3 separate regions of the Mus musculus genome follow, and all the other regions are linked to region 2. A link is a contact called in public HiChIP or PLAC-seq and promoter capture Hi-C data. All regions are on one chromosome and are shown on one strand. The core of a region is the stretch at or near the end of the contact, and the rest is flanking DNA. Distances in the headings are between cores, read along the strand shown.

Region 1 (4,355 bases), core at 1,333-3,832, 310 kb before region 2:
AACTTTAAACACTATTCGTTCTTGTGAGGAAGTGGGAGTTGAAGCAGGAAGCATTTCTCCTGAGGGTATTATTTCCACTAATAATGTTAAGAATCCTGAAGCAACTCCATTGCCTCCCATAGCTGAGGTTGAAGGTGGGCTTGGAATAGGGGTCTGGTTTGTAGAGGAGACAGGCCCAGAATCTGAGTAACTTTGCTTCTCTCTTGATAGCTAGCCAGTTTCTGTCTTGTAGCATGTTGTTTGAGGACTTTTCTAGAATTTTCTGACTCTCAACACCTTCTTTCTGTCTGGGTTCAAATCCCACTGCCCCCTGTAAATCTCTTCCCGCAATGATTTCTACTTGGCCTTAACAGCACAGCCTAGATGGAGACAATGTTCTTTCCCCGGCTTCTAAGACTTCTATCGTTGAGATTAAAGCTGGAAAGTACCGAGGTAATACAGCACCTGGCTGTTATAGAAAGGACCCTCATGACCAGGATCCAAACCGAGGACATGGGCAGGATTTTGGGAAGACAGACTCCAGGGACAGGCACACCATGGAGGAAAATAAAAAGAGATGTGAAAGAGGGGGAGGGAGCCCCCCAAAGCCATATAATTCTCAATTGCTTTGGTCTTTAATTTCATTGTCCCATAAATGAGGAAATATCAGTTCCCATACTAAATTTTTATCCTCAGCTGATAAATATGACGGGAAATTTTCTTTGGGTCCTCGTAAAAGGGAACGGTTTCGATCAAACTCGTGGGGAAAGACTTATGCAGATAATACAAACAGAGTGGTCATAAAGTCTCGGCTGTTTCCCGCGGGATGGGCAGGGGGACAAATGGCTCCCTAGACTGACTGCTGCTGCGGACTGTCCCAAGTCTGGTCTGGGGCCTAAACAGCCTAACCTTGCCCTGAATAACACCCAGGCTGAAGCCAGGGCGACCTCTGCAAATGAAAACACAAAACTATTTCAAATCTCCCCTGCTGGCCACACACTCCACAGATTCCCCACCCCCGGAATTAAGGCACCCCTGGGTCTTCTTCTCCGCCCCTGGTTGGGGGAAATCAGGGCAATTCTTTCCTTAGTTATCTTCCATCCTAGCTGGCTAGGGCCTCCAGGAATCGGTTCAGCTTCTTCACTCATCCACTCCAGGGAGCTCGGCCCTGGAGTCCTTTCCCAGCCAGGCTCTGGTCTTTCGGGGGAAAATGGAAAGCCCACAGCCTCTGCCCAGGGAAAAATGCGGAGCTACCGGAAAGACAAGTTATTCTCCGGATTCCGTTTCCTGAGGAAGGGGTGGAGAGTTTAGTTCGCTTTGGAAGAAAAGTGATGGAGAACTATTTCAAACACACATCCCTCCTAACCTCCCGGCCTCCCGTACGATTCCCCTTTAGCAAGCACGCAAAAAAATAGACCGCTCCTCTTCTTTAAAAAAATACTCCCAGCCCAATCGCTTAAAAAGGACCCTTCTCGGATGGAGTTTAATTGTTTCTTCTGAGCCTTTCCCATGTGGATACACATGCCTCCAACCCAAGCAAGGCCTGGAGGTTCGAGCTTTCTCTCCGGAAATATTCCTTTTTTTAAAAAGTAGGGACAAGGTCAAACAGGAAAAGAGGGCCGCCGGGCCATGGAGCAAAGCAGCCTATGGAACCCTCTCTAAGGCTCTAAGGGCAAAGCCGAGAGAGAGGCTTATCCAGTAAGGCCCAGACCGCAACTCCAGGGTTGGAGAAAGATACCTTTAATCTCCAACTCCCTCCTGCACTGATCCTTAGGCCCACTAAGATCCTCCTTTGCCCAGAATCCCTTGAGTGGTTGTGACCCGGGCCCGGGCCCACTCCAGACACTGGAGACTCCCAGTTAGTACCGAAAAAGGAACTTGCAACTCAACTAACCTCCAAGACCTACGGTAGGGAGAGCTCAGACCCAAGGGCCAAGCCGGACCAGGAGGCAGGAGAACAGAAACTTCAGCTTGCTTTTGATTCTTGAACTTTCTCTTCTACCCTAAGCCCACTGGAGATTCTTCCCATCTCCCCCAAAACACTACCCGGCTACCAACCCAAGAGAAGAAACAGGAGAACAGGGGTGAAGAAAGTGTAAGGTGAAGAGAGGGAAAAGAGTACCTGAATCTTGTCTTGACCTTTTACTTTGAATTTGACTGTTTTGAGCCCCGGTTGCCTTACTCTGTCCCGCATTTCCCCCCTCTCCACCCCCCTCTCCTCAGGAGCTACAGGCTGATTCTCTAGTAAACAAGTCCCACTCTTCACAGAACAGTCCCATGTCCCTCCACCTACCCCACCACTACCCCACCGCCCTTGCAGCCCGGGGGGCGCTTCCTTTGTTCGCCAGGAAGGGCTCCGGTGCCCCTACCCCGAGGCAGCTGCTAGGTGGCGCTGTTACTCCACGCTGAGCGCTCCGCCTGCCGACAACTTGACCCCGCTGACGTCACGACCGTCTGAATCATCAAGGCCATTTTCAAATCCCATTGGTCTAGCCGTCACATGGTGAGGACCGAATGCGCGGATAATTATGGAGCTGATATTTCCCCCCTCCCCTTCTTTTTCCTCCCGCCCCTCCAACCGCTCCCCCCCCCTTCCCGGATGGGGGAAAAAAGATGTCAGCTCCTCCGCTGTAGTATTGCTCCTTAAAAACCCCTCTCTCTGAAAATGACATGCCCTCGCAATGTAACTCCGAACTCGTACGCGGAGCCCTTGGCTGCGCCGGGAGGAGGAGAGCGCTATAACCGTAACGCAGGAATGTATATGCAATCTGGGAGTGACTTCAACTGCGGGGTGATGAGGGGCTGCGGGCTCGCGCCCTCTCTCTCCAAGAGGGACGAGGGAGGCAGCCCAAACCTAGCCCTCAACACCTACCCGTCCTACCTCTCGCAGCTGGACTCCTGGGGCGACCCCAAAGCCGCCTACCGCCTGGAACAACCTGTTGGCAGGCCTCTGTCCTCCTGTTCCTACCCACCTAGTGTCAAGGAGGAGAATGTCTGCTGCATGTACAGTGCAGAGAAGCGGGCGAAAAGTGGCCCTGAGGCAGCTCTCTACTCCCACCCCCTGCCGGAGTCTTGCCTTGGGGAGCACGAGGTACCTGTACCCAGCTACTACCGAGCCAGCCCGAGCTACTCCGCGCTGGACAAAACGCCCCACTGTGCTGGGGCCAACGAGTTCGAAGCCCCCTTTGAGCAGCGGGCCAGTCTCAACCCGCGCACCGAACATCTGGAATCGCCTCAGCTTGGGGGCAAAGTGAGTTTTCCTGAGACCCCCAAGTCCGACAGCCAGACCCCCAGTCCCAATGAGATCAAGACAGAGCAAAGCCTGGCGGGCCCAAAAGCCAGCCCCTCGGAGAGCGAGAAGGAACGGGCCAAGACCGCAGACTCCAGTCCAGACACCTCGGATAACGAAGCTAAAGGTAAGGCCGTCTGGGCCGCGGGGCGGGCTGGAACGTTGGGGGTGCGAGTCTTCGTGGTCAGGATTTGGGGCAGGAAGATAAGGGAGAATTGAGCAGAGGCCTAAGGAACTCAAAGGTTCTGAATTGACCCGGGCTTGAGGCTCCTGTTTGCTGAGCTCCAGGCTGGTAGCGTGTCATTTAGCAGTGGAAGGTAAACCGAGACATGGAAGTGCCAGGCCAGCCCGGCCCTTGGTTGCATAGGCGGAGGAGGGGCGCACTACAGGAAGCCTACGGGCACCCTGTGCTGCACCGGATCGGTGGCCATTCCTAGGCGCGTGATGGCTTTGGTTTGCTTTTTCAGTGAGGATGTCCTGGGGGGCTAATGTCCCCAGCTCAGGTCAAAGCTCACAAAAAGCTTAAAATGGCGATCCTTAGGCCAGGGACCAGAGAAGGCTTAGAGATGAATAATGTCTCTTCAGTGCATATTCCTAGTTGGAAAAATGTTTACTAGAAACACAATTTGTTGTTTGTGGGTCGGATTTGTGCGTGCAGTTTGTGCCCCTGCAATTTCTGTCTCGGCAGGAGCCTTGGGCAGCGAGGCTGAGGCCGGAAGAGGTGGAGGTGAAGGGCTGCCCGCCACATCCCTCCCTCCGCCAGATGCTTGGCTTAAGGATGGCTTTGAATTAGGGCGTTGGAAAATTTTTTCCCTGCTTTTCTGCTCCTTTTCCTTCTCATTTCTTCTTCTTCTTCTTCTTCTTCTTCTTCTTCTTCTTCTTCTTCTTCTTCTTCTTCTTCTTCTTCTTCTTCTTCTTCTTCTTCTTCTTCTTCTTCTTCTCCTTCTTTCTTCTTCTCCCACCACCTCTGGCCTCTTTTTTTTCCTTTTCTATATTTTTTTCTGGTTATGTTTTTGCCCCCAGTGGTTTTCAAAAGCAGTTTATAAATGAGTGGTTTGAAATTTTCTGTGTGCGTGGCAAGCGGTTT
Region 2 (4,719 bases), core at 1,541-4,040:
GGAACTCACTCTGTAGACCAGGCTGGCCTCGAACTCAGAAATCTGCCTGCCTTTGCCTCCCAAGTGCTGGGATTAAAGTCGTGCGCCACCACTGCCCCGACTCAGACTACTCTTAAACTCCTGGATTCAAGTGATCTTCCTGTTTTAGCCTTTCAAATAGAATTAGAAGAGGTGCAGGACAGTCTGGCCAAATCATAACAACAACAACAACAAAATAATAATAGACTGTCATCATCATCAAACTCTATGAGATTCTTAGAAAAATGTGTCAATTGTTGGCTCACACCTGTAACCCGGGCACTCAGGAAACTGAGGTAGGAGGATTATGGGAAGTTTGAGCCTGTCTCAGCTAGAGTGAAACTTTGTCTCAAAAAAGCAACACTATGCTCCAAAAGAGGATCCTATATCCAGAAATATATGAACAGCATGAACAGACGTTAATGGCTTATTAAAAAACAAAAACAAAGTTGGATAGTGGTGGCTTTAATTCCAGCACTCGGGAGGCAAAGGCAGATAGATCTATGTGAGTTCAAGAACAGCCTGGTTTACAGAGTCAGTTCCAAGACAGCTAGAGCTAGAAAGAGATTCTGTCTCAAAAAACCCAAACCAAAACCACAACAAAAGAACTGGACATGCCGGGTGTGGTGGCGCATGCCTTTAATCCCAGCACTTGGGAGGCAGAGGCAGGCGGATCTCTGAGTTCGAGGCCAGCCTGGTCTACAGAGTGAGTTCCAGGACAGCCAGGGCTACACAGAGAAACCCTGTCTCCAAAAACCAAAAACCAAAAAACAAAACAAAACAAAGAAAAAACAAAACAAAACAAAAGACATGAAGTTGGGGTGTACAAAGGTAGATCTAGGAGGAATTGAGGAGAGGAATTGGAGGTTCTGAATGTGATCAAAGTACATTGCATGGAACTCTGAAATAATAAAAATATTAAAAACAAAAATTCAACTATAACAAACAACCCCACCAGTTATATTAAACAATAAATAATTGAATGGTTGAGCATTATGCTTAGCACATAATAAATGGGCAGAAAAATGTTATTATTATCATTAATCTGCCAAAGCAAGAACAATGCCCGCCACTGGGACAGGAGAGAGGATTCATCCTTTAACAACTATGGCTGCTCTTCCAGAGTACCCGGGTTTGATTCCCAGAACCCAAATAGCAGCTCACAATCCCATTGCAACTCCAGTTCAATGGGATCTGATATCATTTTCTGGCCTCCACAGGTACCAGGTATGTAAAGGGTGCACAGATATACTGACTTTAGGGTTTCTATTGCTGTGATGAAGCACTATGGCCAAAAAAGTAAGTTAGGGAGAAAAGAGTTTATTTGGCTTACACTTCCCTATGGCTGTTCATCATTGAAGGAAGTTAGGACAGGAACTACAGGAACTCAGGCAGGGCAGGAACCTGGAGGTAGGAACTGATGCAGAGATCACGGAGAGGTGTAGGGGGGCCAGCCCTGGTAGGGTCAGGTACTGAGGTGGGACACAGCATAAGATGGAGGTCAAAGGCTAATGATCTCTGGCCTTGTAACTCTTATTGTTCTGGGGGTCAGAAGCTGATAGCTTTCTTTCCATTCGCTCTAATCTCCAATGCCTTGATATCCTATTTCAAATTGAACCAAAGTGGGAAAACGTTGTCCATCAAAGTGCAGGTCTCCTGTACTCAACTCCCAGACAGAAAGTGGGCAGTGGGCAGCAGATTCTCTGAAGCTGAGCAACGGGGCATAGGAGCTGGCAACTGAACTCAGGTCTTCCACACGAAGAGTATGAGCTCTTTTTTTTTGTTTTTGTTTTCGAGACAGGGCTTCTCTAAATAGCCCTGGCTGTCCTGGAACTCACTTTGTAGACCAGGCTGGCCTCAAACTCAGAAATCCGCCTGTCTCTGCCTCCCAAGTGCTGGGATTAAAAACATGTGCCACCACTGCCCATCGAATATGAGCTCTTAACTACCGAGCCATATCTCCAGTCCCCACAGTTTTTTTTTTTTTTTTAAGTAAATTACATTAAAAATATTGAGGGGGGTGGTCTGGAGAGATTGCTCAGTGGTTAAGAACATTGGGTGCTTTCTCTTCCAGAGGTCCTGGGTTCAATTCCCAGCAACCACATGGTGTCTCACAACCAGCTGTAATGAGATCTGATGCCCTCTTCTGGTGTGTCTGAAGACAGCTACGGTGTACTCATATAAATGAAATAAATAAATCTTAAAAAAATATATATTTATTGGGTATGTGTGCATGCCACACGTGTATATCCTGGGATATACTTCTCGAGACCTTGGTTTGTGTAGTTAACGCTTGGCTGCCTATAGCTAACTTGGTGAACTTTCCGAGGTTGTTGAAATGACCCAAGGACACTACAGCTGTGGATATCCTAATGGTGGCGATGGGAATCTGTATTCGGGTAGGGCTTCTCAGCAAGGCTAATGTTAAGGGCTACACATAGCACCCCCTATAGCGAGTGCGAATTGGAGGCTGACAGAATCACGTGGCTTCCTCCTACCAATAGCAAAGTAACAATCGCTTCCTCCGTTCCCCATGGAAACAACACCGCCCTCAATGATCCTCCCGCCCCTTCAGTGCTGAGGTTTTGGCCTTTCATTGAAAATTCCGGGTGACAATCTAACAGCTGCCTCTTCTGGCTGGACAGTTGGCTTCCGTGAAGCGAGTGACTACGCTGACTGGTCAAGACGCGAAGGCTGGCTCATCTTCACCCAATGTTGCCTCTTTGAGGCGGGACCTAGCGAAGACTCAGGGCCAATCAGCGGTGACGTCGCTTGTGCGACTCCACGTCGGCAGCAGCTACGGGCAAGATGGAGGCGCTGATTTTGGTAGGAGCTGGAGGGCCAGTGGCTCCGTTGTGGTGTCCAGGGGGTCCGGGAGGTGGGGCTCATCAGCTGGGGCCGGGAGAGGGTTCCGGGCAGGCCTCGGGGGCCAAAGCTCCCGCTATCTGTGCAATGCAAGTGTGGCCTACAATGGGAGCTAGAGCCGCGGTATAGAGTAGGAAGCCTTGCCGGCAAGAGAGCAGGAGTCGGTGGCAAAGTTGAAGAGAACATGCAGGGTCCTTAGGAGAATTCTGATTGCGCTGGAGGGGTGTCTTTCAAGTTCTCCCCGATGGTTTTTGTTGTGGATCATACCTACTTGAGTTTCCCCAAACCCTCATATTCTAGTCCCCCAAGTTGCAATGGCAGAAGAGAGGTGTTTTGTCAGTCCCAGATCCTCCTGGTGGTGGTCAGAATTCGACTACCTTTTGGCAATTCCATGTCCTGTTCCTTTACAAAACTTGTTTTTATTTTCCTGTTAATCCTTAGTATGTAATTCTGTCATGATTGAGAGTCAGCATTCCATCCAGGTTCAGGAATACTTGGTAGAGCTAGTATAGATTTTGGAATATCTTTTTCTGACTCCTTATTCTTCTCTCCTACTCTCCCCTCCTTCAGACTTTAGGAACTCATACTGTAAGATCCATTTCAGCCTTCTTGCTTACATGAGAATTGTGATTATAGAAGTGCATTTAACTCTCTTGTCCCTTGATCCTTTCTGCTTGTTCTGCCCCCTAGAACAGGATCAGAGCATTTCTTTCAAGACACTGGCCAGCAGTTTAGAGACCCATGAGTCTGCCTACCTGTGTCTGTGTGTTAGTGTAGGAATTTAACTCCCAGCTTCTTTCCTTTAGTTGGACTCCAGGATTGTTTCTAAGAGTCTTCCTTAGCTCCTGTTTTCATTTATATTCCTTGTAAGTGTACATATCAAACTCTTGTCAGTAAAAGAAAAAAAGCTTTTTCTTCTTTCTTTCTTTAAAGGAAAAAAAGTTTTTTGAGACAGGGTCCCTCTCTACCTTTCCCTTTCCTGATGCCCTAGCTACTCATTATGTAAGCCATGTTGGCCTCAGACTCACAGAGGACCACCTACCTCTACCCTCCAAATTCGGAGACTAGAGGTATGTGCCACCACATCAACTTGTTTTAGTTTTCTCACTGAGAGTTTCATGTAGGTCTGACTGGAATCAACTTTGCCACGTAGCCAGGGCAGACATCTATACTCACCTGGCATTTATGTGGGAATTTGAACTTTGGTTTTCTTATTTGTATGACAAGCACTTTAACCACTGACCTATCTGTTCAAACCTCCTTACTTTCCTTCTTGCAAATGTCAAAGAGAATTTATTCTCATCATATGTGTTGGACAAGTTGAAGCAAAATGTTTAATGTATTGAGTAGTTCAAGTATTTACTATACCGGTCAATGAGTTTTTAAAAATCTTGTGACGATGTGGATAGAGTCTGTGAAACTAGTTTCCTTGGATGTTTTTGGTCTTCTTAATCAGGTGTGGTTGCTCACACCTGTAACCCCAGCACTCAGGCTGAGGCTATATTGTTGCTAGTTTGAGGCCAGCCTGGGTTACAAAATAAGACCTCGTCTCATAAAACCAAAATTAATGTAATTTAGTGGAACCAGCTTAAAGAGTGAGGAAAATGGTACTTGGGGAACTCCTTTCCCATTGGTTCTGTTGGGCTGGGTGTAAATGCTAAGAGCATATGGTCTAGCTATCTTTAAAAGCCCTGTGTTTGACCCCAGCACTAGGAGAGCTGAGGTTGTATGGGGAAATCTCTGTGTCATTTTCTCTCTTTCTTGCACTGTGTGGTATCTCTCAGCCTGCTTCTTCCTCATTGTTCCCCCTTGCAGCTGAGCTAACCAGCTGCATGT
Region 3 (4,625 bases), core at 1,147-3,646, 260 kb before region 2:
ACAAAAGAATCCACACCCATGGAAGGCAAAACTTCATTAAGACATCCTATCTTCCATCATTCAATTTGTTTTACATTGCAACAATTTAATATCTTGAAGGAAGTACCGCTGACATGATTTATCTAGCAATCCCAGCTCTGAAATAGGAAGGGGAATTTACTCTTTCTTGCCATGGCTTCTACACGTTGTTACACTGTTACCCTCAGGGCAGACAGGAGGCTGGGAACTTTGAAAGAGGTTACTGGTGTCCAGGGGGGCACTGGCTTGTTCCCTAGCTCAGCCCAGGATAACCCCCCTCAGTTTTTTCTCCTCCTACCTCTTGCCCTGTAGGGGGACTGGAGCCCCAGCCAGCTGTTGGAAACCTCTGCCCAGGCATGCCATGAATTTGAGCACAGTTGGATTGGAAAGCAAAAAGCAATACACTACTGTTGTGTTTAGGGATAACTGCTATGTTAACCCCCCAGATGAGATTAACTTTTAAAAATCTCTCTCTTATTAGAAACCTTCTCCTCTGCCCTCTTCATCTTGGAAAGAAAATAGTGTAGTCAAAGGGTACTTGTAGCTTCAATAATAACAGGGGTCTTTCTTCTACTCCTCTAAATTCCAATCAGTTTTCCTCCTTTTCAAAGGCAGGGACTGGGTTTTTAAAAGCCAACACAACTTGTCTGGCAGGAAGACTCCTCAACCCCCTAAAGAGGTCCATGTATTAACTAACATTTTGTCTGCACTAGCTCTTACACACTGTCTGCTTTTGGGTTCGAAACTTTATCCCCCACCCCACCCCCTAGTGACACTCCAGGGAAACCTTAGCGTTACAGAAGATGAATAAACGAGTTTTTTTTTCCCCAGCATAGTCCCGTTTATGGCTTTATTGCTACCCATTGATTACTCCGCTTTGTTACACAGAAGGGAAAGATCATAAAACGCGGCAACATCCGGGTTCTTGTTATAGTCAGTCTCAAAAAAAAAATTAGTGAGGGGAAAATATGAGCTTTCACTGCTTCCTGCATGTACCTCACCATCTTCTCTTTGTCAGCTCCAAGCATTTCCAGTCTATGTCGATATCAAATTCTGCTTGGATTAATCAGAGGGAAACCCCAGCTGCACACCTTCTGCTGTTCACTCACTGCAGCTCTCTCTGTCGCTGAAGCATCTACAAAACTGCTATTTCCTAATTCCCTCCTCCCTTTTCTCAGCCTCAAGGTGGGGGAGAAAATGGAGGTAATGGAGACTCCAGTGGTGACTGGCTGAGGCAAGAGACCAAGTGATCCTCAGGAATACCTTTCCTGGGGTCTTCCAGCCTTACAACTCAGGTCCAGGGGCACCTCCTTTGGCAGGGCAGTGAATCCAGAGCAGACAGGGTCTTCTGATCTGAACTGGAGCTTGAGTGTGTTGGGAGGTATCTATTCATTGGAGTACCACCAAATTTCCTCTTTCGGGATGCATCCTATGTGAATTATACCACTGGCCTGGCCTGAGCTGGTTCCAAATCATAAATTCTCACCAACACAAACAGGAGTTGATTTCTTTAAAAAGAATCTCAGTCTCTCTCTCTCTCTCTCTCTCTCTCTCTCTCTCTCTCTCTCTCTCTCTCTCCCCTCTCTCTCTCTCTGTGTGTGTATTATTATAATGCTTTCTTTGAAGTAAAAATATTATAAAAGTTTCCCCAAAAGGTAGGTCCTGGGGAGGAGCACAAGGTTAGGAGGCAAAAGAGAAAAGATGCACACACTTCAGGATCCTCACTGTGCTCTGCAGTCTCATCCACCCCCTGTAGATCTGTTTGTCTCCCACACTGCCTTCCTCTGTGCACCATGTTTCAGGAAATTTCCTTTTCCTTTTGATTTAAAAAAAATATTGGAAAAAAATATGCTGTCTAGTGATGGGGACTCGCTTTATGAGTGTCAAGCCCAGAATATCTTCTAGAATTTCTGGGACCCTCTTTCTACTGGGAAGGATCTCCTCAAATGAAGCACCCAGAATTTAATTTTAGATACAATAGATGAAATGGGTCTGAAAACAAGGATCACTCTGCCACAGCACAGCAAAGTTAGCTGGGGTGGGGAGATTTCCTGGGACTAGACCTTTCCTTCCGCTGGGAACAAGGCCCTGCTCATAGACCTTCACCCCACCCCCAACCAGTTCATATATATGTGTGTGGTGTGTATATATACACACCACATACATATATTCTTAAAAGAAATCTAAGTCTTACTTTCAAAGCACATACTTAGTCTCAACTAGGGAATCAACAGAAGCAGAAGCGATTTTTTTCCCCTTTCTTGACATCTGGCTTGCGATTGGCTGGAAGGGGGTCAGCTGACTTTGTCATTTTGTCTGTCCTGGATTGGAGCCGTCCCTATAACCATCTAGTTCCGAGTACAAACTGGAGACAGAAATAAATATTAAAGAAATCATAGCCCGACCAGGTAAAGGCAAAGGGATGAATTCCTACTTCACTAACCCTTCCTTATCCTGCCACCTCGCCGGGGGCCAGGACGTCCTCCCCAACGTCGCCCTCAATTCCACCGCCTATGATCCAGTGAGGCATTTCTCGACCTATGGAGCAGCCGTAGCTCAGAACCGGATCTACTCGACTCCCTTTTATTCGCCACAGGAGAATGTCGTGTTCAGTTCCAGCCGGGGGCCGTATGACTATGGATCTAATTCCTTTTACCAGGAGAAAGACATGCTCTCAAACTGCAGACAAAACACCTTAGGACATAACACACAGACCTCAATCGCTCAGGATTTTAGTTCTGAGCAGGGCAGGACTGCGCCCCAGGACCAGAAAGCCAGTATCCAGATTTACCCCTGGATGCAGCGAATGAATTCGCACAGTGGTGAGTTTTACAGCTCCGAGATATAAATTAAATAAACTGAACTGGCTTTATGACCGGCTTCCCTAGAAGAACGGGCGGAGAGAGTTTTTTATGGCCCCATAAAAACAATCACGCTCGTCTCCTCGCCGACACCGAGACAGGGCCCCCTCTTCAGCCCCCTCTGCTCGCCTTCCGCGCTGGCTCGCAAGGGCCTGGCCCCCTCGGTCCCTGACGGATTGGAGGGCTCCAAGAGGAGCTGAGGGGGTAGAAACAGGGCAGGGAATGAGGGGAGGGGACAGAAGGTGGAGGAGCCCCCCAAAGTCTAGTTAGGCCGGAGAAAAGGAAGGGAGTTAGGAAAGGGCAAAGAAGTGGGGAGAACTTTCCAGGGATCTAGAGTGTTGGGGAAGGTGGGGGAGCCCAATCCTTGAGAGATGGGGTCCTTATCCCCAGTAGTTGGTACTTTTTTTTTAAAAATCAGCTTTTAGACAGCCAGCTTTCTGCCTGTTTTTGCCCCGCCCCCCAGCTTTCTTTGGGACACACTTCTCCCACCTCGTGGGAGAACTGAATGAAGTTGGGGTTCTGGCTGTCCCCCCAGTGGGGGTGGGGCAGGGCAAAAGGGAGAAAGCTAAAGCCCGAAGGGGCTGCGAGCTGTGGGCCAAGTTGAGAGGGTCTGGACTTTGCTAGACGAAAATGTCTGCAGAGGACGCCTTGCTGATTGTTTTTAGTGTGTTTTGTGCCTGGATCTCTAGGGGTCGGTTACGGAGCGGACCGGAGGCGCGGCCGCCAGATCTACTCTCGGTACCAGACCCTGGAACTGGAGAAGGAATTTCACTTCAACCGCTACCTAACTCGGCGCCGGCGCATCGAGATCGCCAATGCTCTGTGCCTGACCGAGCGACAGATCAAAATCTGGTTCCAGAACCGCCGCATGAAGTGGAAAAAAGAATCTAATCTCACGTCCACACTCTCAGGGGGTGGCGGAGGGGCAACCGCCGACAGCCTGGGAGGAAAAGAGGAAAAGCGAGAAGAGACAGAAGAAGAGAAGCAGAAAGAGTGACCAGGACTGTCCTTGCACCCCTCTCTTCTCCCTTGCTCATCCCAGCTCCCCGAATCACACACTCTGTATTTATCTCTGGCACAATGATGTGTTGTGACTTCCTAAAACAAAACAGGGAGTCAGACGTGGACCTAAAAGTCAGCTTTGGACCCCCTCCCTCACTGCACAACTCTTCACTCGTCTCTTCCTCTAGCTCCCTCGCTAGCTTCTTCCTGGCTTGTCTGCAGGCCCCTTCCCTCGCCTAGGCCTAGGAGACCTGAACCTCGCTTCAGACTCCTCAGATGTCTCTCCAAGTGAGCCCTAGGCTCCCTCCCCACCCCCGACGCCCTTCACCCCCGCCCTCCGGCGCAGAGAGCTGGCTCCAGGGCCTGGGGCCTCCACTCGGGGGCCTCAGGGCCCGGCCTGACAGCCGGAGGGCAGGAGGCCTCAGGAGGGCGCGCCTTGGCCCTGCAACAACCCCCAGGGCCTCTCCCCAGTCCCTGCCCGGTCCCTCTGCCCCAGCAAATGCCCAGTCCAGGCAAATTGTATTTAAAGATTCCTGGGGGTCATTATGGCATATTTCGAACTGTGACCGTTTCTGTGTGAATATTTCTAGCTGTATTTGTGGTCTCTGTATTTATATTTATGTTTAGCACCGTCAGTGTTCCTATCTCATTTAAAAAAGGATTTAAAAAAAAAAGAGGGAAAATAACAAAAAGAGAAAAAAAGTGAATGACGTTTGTTTAGCCAGTAGGAGAAAATAAATAAAG

The links. HiChIP or PLAC-seq counts read pairs in DNA pulled down with a chosen protein or histone mark. Capture Hi-C pulls out chosen DNA fragments and counts their contacts.
Region 1: a contact with region 2 is called in an H3K4me3 HiChIP or PLAC-seq map of neural tube, with 3 times the contacts expected there. The contact joins the promoter of Hoxc10 here to the promoter of Copz1 in region 2. A contact is called at or near these places in 10 of 39 promoter capture datasets (the 3T3-L1 cell line, cranial neural crest, embryonic stem cells and 6 more), 1 of 484 Hi-C or Micro-C datasets (embryonic stem cells), 3 of 115 datasets of contacts at active chromatin or transcription factors (extraembryonic endoderm stem cells, neural tube and stem cell-derived neural progenitor cells) and 3 of 9 other capture datasets (adipose tissue, liver and pancreatic islet).
Region 3: a contact with region 2 is called in a promoter capture Hi-C map of adipose tissue. The contact joins the promoter of Hoxc6 here to the promoter of Copz1 in region 2. A contact is called at or near these places in 9 of 39 promoter capture datasets (the 3T3-L1 cell line, cranial neural crest, embryonic stem cells and 4 more), 1 of 15 datasets of contacts at CTCF or cohesin (the NIH/3T3 cell line), 5 of 115 datasets of contacts at active chromatin or transcription factors (embryonic hindbrain, embryonic stem cells and neural tube) and 3 of 9 other capture datasets (adipose tissue, liver and pancreatic islet).

What each region holds. Positions count from the first base shown.
Region 1 is chr15:102,964,214-102,968,568 of GRCm38.p6, forward strand. It overlaps Hoxc10 (homeobox C10), which reads left to right and starts at 2,583. Exons shown (of 2, transcript NM_010462.5): 1 at 2,583-3,395. The coding sequence starts at 2,645.
Region 2 is chr15:103,270,098-103,274,816 of GRCm38.p6, forward strand. It overlaps Copz1 (coatomer protein complex, subunit zeta 1), which reads left to right and starts at 2,791. Exons shown (of 9, transcript NM_019817.2): 1 at 2,791-2,844. The coding sequence starts at 2,827.
Region 3 is chr15:103,007,166-103,011,790 of GRCm38.p6, forward strand. It overlaps Hoxc6 (homeobox C6), which reads left to right and starts at 2,397. Exons shown (of 2, transcript NM_010465.2): 1 at 2,397-2,840; 2 at 3,569-4,625. The coding sequence starts at 2,441. The coding sequence ends at 3,876.